2 separate regions of the Xenopus tropicalis genome follow, and region 1 is linked to region 2. A link is a contact called in public Hi-C data. All regions are on one chromosome and are shown on one strand. The core of a region is the stretch at or near the end of the contact, and the rest is flanking DNA. Distances in the headings are between cores, read along the strand shown. Region 1 holds the start of nudt7 (peroxisomal coenzyme A diphosphatase NUDT7). Region 2 holds the start of wwox (WW domain-containing oxidoreductase).

Region 1 (2,970 bases), core at 112-2,611, 170 kb after region 2:
CAATCAAAACTTACCACCAAGTCAGGAATTCAAAAATAACTACCTGGCTTGGGGGCACTGAGAGCAACATCCAAGGGGTTGGTGAGAAACATGTTGCTCATGAGCCACTGGTTGGGGATCACTGGTTTATAATATAAATAAGCAGGGGTAGCCATTCAAGCTGGAAAAAGGCACAGGTTTACAGCAGATAACCTCTATAGAATACAATAGTATCATATATGTTATTTACTGTGTGCCTGTGCCTTTTCTCTTTCGAATGGCTGCCCCCGTGGCCACACTGCAGCATTTTGTATATAAAACATAGTACAGGTATAGGACCCATTATCCAGAATGCTCAGGACCAAGGGTATTCCGGATAAGGGGTTTTTCCGTAATTTGGAGCTCCATACCTTAAGTCTACTAAAAAATCAATAAAACATGAATTAAACCCAATAGGATTGTTTTGCCTCCAATAAGGATTAATTATATCTTAGTTGGGATCAATTACAAGGTACTGTTTTATTTCTACAGAGAAAAAGGAAATCAGTTTTAAAATTCTGAATTATTTGATTAAAATGGAGTGTATGGGAGATGGGCTTTCCGTAATAAGGGATCTCATACCTGTAGTAATTCTGAGGCAAACACACCAGTTGTACCAGTGCAGGAAAGCAGTACATTATATTGGAATGACTTGTATACATTTTAATTTTTTGGTGTTACTGTTCCTTAAAGAGATTCTTAAGAGTTAAGGATTAATCTCAGAAAACATGCCCCCCCATCACATCACAGAGTAGAAGTAGAATCACAAACCACATGTAGTAGGAAGCAGACTGTAGTGCAGACAGGTAGGACTGGGAGGGTAGAGTTACTGGTGCTGGCTTTAGAAGGGACAGTTGTAAGCTGCTTTCTGCACCACACAGTCCCACTGTATGATATGTATTACAGTCTTACATTAACTCAGAACGCCAAAATAAGAGAAAATCACATAACCCAGAATGCCAAATTGCAGCTCAGCAATGTACATTCGCACTTGATATTAAAAAAAAAAACCCGAAACTTGGCAGGTTTTTAAAGTACAAAACCGGCAGAAGCTCCAAAAACTACACCAAATCTGTACAATCGTGGGTCCGAAAACCTTCCACTGCTTTATAAAAGCAACTCAACCCTGCCCCACGCCACCCCAAAATATTTGAGTTATAGTTTCTGTTATAGTTTAAGGATCACGCAAAATAATACAAGACATCATCAACCCCACTATTAGTACAATCACAAACCAAACGCAGGCTGTAGCGCTGTCACGTTGCAACTAAGAGGGTGGAGCTGAGGGTTGCTGCTAGGAGAAACAGAAAAGGAAGCCTCTTTCCGCACTGCCCTTATCCTGCTGCATGCTGGGTATTGTAGTTTTACATTACCCTTTGCGGAAGGAAAGACGTAAAATAAAAACTAGTTACCCAGCATGCACTGGGTACTAACTAACTAGGTATTCACCGATATCTGCAAAGCTGCACCAGGCACGTTCTGAAAACTTTGCAACAAGAAGCCAAAATCCGTACACTGGTGGGTTTCTATAATGAAAACTTAACCAAGTTCTTTTTTTTTTTTTTTTTAAATATAAACTGCAAATGTTATTTTTCGAGTCACATTGGTGACCTATGCTGATATCTGTAAAGTGCTCAATTAGTCAAACCTAGTGCATGCTGGGTAATGTAGTCTCTCTTACTTTTGTATACATTGGTGACCTCTGCTGAAAAGTGCTCAATTAGGCAATACCTAGTGCATGCTGGGTAATGTAGTCTCTCTTACTTTTGTTTACTGCAAAGGTTAAGGTAAAACTTCAACACCCAGCATGCAATGGGACTGGGAAGTGCAGAAAGTAGCTTCTTATTTTTAAATTCATGTTTCTTCTACCACCCCCCCCCCCTTCCAGTCAAACCATGTGGGAGGTGGTTGTGGTATGTGATCCTTGGTTGATCCTTAATGTATAACTCTCAAGATCTCTTGGGTTGCTGCGAGTTATATTCAACACACCCACAAGTATATCATGCATGGTGTAAATGCAACGCCTTTAATCAATTTTTTTCAATTAACTTACTAGCATGTTTGAGGTTAATGTAATACTTTTTTTCTTAGATACCTGGATGTTCTTTCTTTTCCTGGCCCAATATTTAGTACTACAAACATGCAGCAAATGTTGGATAATGTAGTTTGTCTACAGACTAGTGCCAGTAGCTCATGTTGAAGTAAAACTACTAGAACCTGCATGCACTGGGCACCCATGGCAGTTGGCCTAGTATGCAATGGATATAAATATTTTAGCGATGAGTGACATTGAAGAGCAGGCACTGGCATGGTTACTGGGGTATTTTCACATATAATCTTTTTTTTATTTCCTTGGTTTTTTAACTGCACATATTGGTTTTTTTTGGGTACTTTTAAGGTAGATTTTGGCTGGTTTTGTGACAGACTTTGGCTTGTTTTGAAAATCAGATCTGAAAACCCTGATTGCTGCAGATCTGTGCAACCTTTTCTTTGAAGTGTATGCTCAACCTTTCCTCCCTCAGCTTGCAATTTAATTTAAACAGCTGTTATGCAAACAGGCTTGCCCTTTGGTGCAAATTATTATTCCATTCATTCGTGTGGGAGGCTGGTAGTGCACAGATAATAGATTTTTGTGTGGTACATGAAGGTTTCCTCTAAACTAGCAGTTCAGTGCCAAGTCAGGTCGGATGGGAGCCCCCCTGGCAGGGGGCTGCTTGACAGTGGGGAGCCAGACTAGGGGTATGGAGAGAGGAGAGGTACGTGCCTATATACACCCAAGCCTCACCACAAGTCCCACCCCATTCACAACCCATGAACAGTGCTTTTTTTAATATCGGGTCCCCCACTGGAGTACATTTGTTATTGCTGTTGCAGGTGGCTTCACCCTATAAAAACACTCAAGCACATTTTGAAGCTAAAAACTGCCTGCACCAGCAAGTGGTTTATACTGAA
Region 2 (3,213 bases), core at 690-3,189:
TGACTCATAGTCTTACTAACTGAGCATGTACACTTGGTCTGGGTGTCTGTGCAGGAGCGAGGCATTATGGGAATCTTCTCTACCCAGCTCAGTGTTTTTTCTTTCTGTTTGGCTTCTGATCTTCTGAACAGGTGAAATATGGGAAGACTTAAGGGCACTATTGAGACAACTGAAGGTATGCCTGCAGCTTGAGATTAACTCTTTACTAGCCTTTCCTTCTCCTTTAAAGTGGACCCGTCACCCAGACATAAAAAGCTGTATAATTAATTTGAAAAGGGCTTTTAACATGAAACCCAAAATAATTTTTTTATTACCACATCCATGCCCATTATAAAAGCATTTTAAAATCCCAGCTGTCAATCATATAACGCTTGCCCCGCCTCTATGCCTTAGGCATAGGGGTGGGGCAGACAGTTATTTTCACTTTCAATTCAGAACATCTTAGATGTTGCTGATGCACAAAGGTATGAAACATACCACGGTCCTCAGCGCTTTAGATAAAGTTCCAGTGAAGTACTGTGATTGCTGTGATACTGCTGCTCCTCTTACGAATATAACCCCTTTGACTGGGTCTCAAACGTGTCCAAAAAAGTGTGAAGGGAGCGCACGTATAAAGTGAAACAAAGATGAAACAAAAACAACTGATAGTGTAATAACGTTTTGAAACTTTGTTCAAATAGCTAAACTAGATGTTGCTGCACTGCTCACATTCCCCCTCCCTCCTCACCATCTAATTGTGTAACCAGTGCATGGGCAAGGGCATTAGGTCCCCCCATACTGGCACAGAAACAAGATTTTGGCAGGATGCAATGCCTGCTTTGATAACAGTGTCCACAAAATGGCCCCTGCCTGCTTGCTGCAATTGTGAATTCCAAGGCTGAAGAAAATAAGATTAAAATAATTTATATAGTGTAAGTAAAGTTTATTTTGCTTGCCAAACACAATAGAAAACAATTTGAAATTATTTCTTAAGGTGACAGGTCCGCTTTAAGAAACTTTCCAATATACATGTGTTACCCATTTCCGGTATTTGTAAACCTACTTGTCCCTTTCTGTTCTCTGGTTTAGACTCTTTAGACCAGCGGTTCTCAGCCTGTGGGTTGGGACCCCTTTGGGGGTCGAACGACCCTTTCACAAGGGTCACCTAAGACCATCAGAAAACACATATTTCCGATGGTTTTAGGAATAATTTTCTGGTTTGGGGTCACCACAACATGAGGAACTGTATTAAAGGGTCGCGGTATTAGGAAGGTTGAGAACCACTGCTTTAGACTACTTTAAAACCACTTAAATGTGGTTTAAACATTTTAAACTCATGTGTATTTGTAAGTGATGAATCCCAAGCAGCACAATGTAAGGCAGGGCTATATAAGGCAGATAGGCGGCAATATATAAGGCGGCACTCCCAGGCAGGTGCCGCACTTCCTACACACGTGGAGCAAAGATGCCGCTGCACTTCCCAATATCGCAAACTTCACTGCCTCACTCTCTAAACTTGTTCTGATTTTCCGTCCCTCCATTCAACTACGTACTTTGCATAGTACACCCAGCCATCCTTGGTGCTTCTTTCCTCCCAGCCAGGTGGCATCTCATCCTCACTGTCCGTATCGTCCAAGCCTGCGTACTTGAGGGCTGCCATGGCACTGCGGATAGAATTGTCACGTTACTAATAATTAACAAAGGAATCAGTCAGCAATCAATTCTACACTCTAGAAAAATGAGACGTCTCAACTCTCACCACTAGAGGCCGCTCGTGTTCAACAAACGGAGAGTACGGTAAAACATACAGCCGAACAGTCTTAATTTATTTCGCCGGAGAATCCCGGTTTTCTCACAAACAGCAGCTCGCTGCTTAAACGTCCCGGTGCGCCACAAATGCCTTGTTCCTAGGCTCCAGCGTGACAGCTAATCCCGCTGTCACAAGTCTCATCTCGCGAGATTGTGGCGTCACACTACGCGTATATAAGGGCATTGACACTGCGCTTAGCTGCATGTGGGAGTGAGCAGTAAGGTCTTAGTGATTAGATGTGCTAGAAAATTTCTGTGGTGGCCACGGAAACGGTCCCATTTATTTTATCTTTTTGTAAACAAGGGCAAGGTTATTTACAAATCAACAGCAAATACTTTTTTCACGATCCAAGCATTTTTGTGTAAGATAGGGACAGATTTTTGACAATTTAGGGACAAAGCAAGAACGTATAGTAATCTTTAGTAATTATTTACTCTGGCAAAACGTGCATGGTTACAATAGCCCATAACGACCAATCAGGTATTTGATTTTAATCTGGCACTTGAAACTGATTGATTAAAGTGTGTAACAGTTATCAACAACTTAGCTTAACTTTTCTTGCCTTTGGATAGAGGTTTTACATCTGTATAAGAAAGGAAGTAATTTTAATAAACACTTTTTGTACTTGCAGTCAATCATGGGCAGAATACATTTAACCACTGTTAGAGGCACACACTGGAATTCACTCAAAGCTGTTAAAAAAAGACAACTTTATTTCAGACTAGGATCTGTCTCCCCAAATTAAAAACATAGAAACACTAAAAAATAATAGTGGTTTAAAGTAATACAAATATTAAGCATTTGGTGCTTAAATGTGCCTGTGTGGTTACAGCCCCTTAAGGAAGAATGGGGTGTGTTTCTTCTGCTGTGGAATGCTGGTAGTACTTACTAACACAAATACATAACATTAGGTGCAAAAACACACAAAATGCCATTCCTTGCACAATGCAGCATTTTACACAAATTCCACTGTAAGTTTGTGTATTTGCAAAATTGTATGTGTCACAATTTGTGTGCAATTAACCAATGCAGGTGCAAATTGTGATACCATTTTTTCTTATTCCTTTATGCGTATAAGTGCAGCACTCAAGGGAAGCTCTGTAATTAACAATTCTCCAAGCCAGGAGTAAATTCTAGGGCTTTCTGTACTTTATACTTTCGCACATTTTGTGAACGCAGGCTTTACTGGTGCATTGGCACTAGGAGGGAAATAGCATCATGAATACAGTGTTATGCATCAAGTTGAACTTCCCACTTACCTTAAATATAGTAAAGCCTCAAAGTAGTTATATATGAAGGGGCGGGCTAAGCCGACCGGGCACCCCACCACGTAATGACAAGTGGTGGGGGCAATGACAAGGCAGTGCAGACTAGGGGTAGGCAGGAGAGGTTCCTGCTTGGTGCCCCCCAATCATTGCGCCCTA

What was found. Hi-C and Micro-C count contacts between places; a contact is called where the count stands out from the background.
Region 1: a contact with region 2 is called in a Hi-C map of neurula embryo, with 2.1 times the contacts expected there. The contact joins the promoter of nudt7 here to the promoter of wwox in region 2. A contact is called at or near these places in 4 of 5 Hi-C or Micro-C datasets (brain, gastrula embryo, neurula embryo and 1 more).

What each region holds. Positions count from the first base shown.
Region 1 is chr4:54,617,339-54,620,308 of UCB_Xtro_10.0, forward strand. nudt7 (peroxisomal coenzyme A diphosphatase NUDT7) reads right to left here and starts at 1,362. Exons shown (of 6, transcript XM_031900780.1): 1 at 1,254-1,362. It overlaps LOC116410395 (a long non-coding RNA gene), which reads left to right and starts at 1,454. Exons shown (of 2, transcript XR_004222354.1): 1 at 1,454-1,536.
Region 2 is chr4:54,448,663-54,451,875 of UCB_Xtro_10.0, forward strand. It overlaps wwox (WW domain-containing oxidoreductase), which reads right to left and starts at 1,940. Exons shown (of 10, transcript XM_018093498.2): 1 at 1,739-1,940; 2 at 1,533-1,643. The coding sequence starts at 1,639.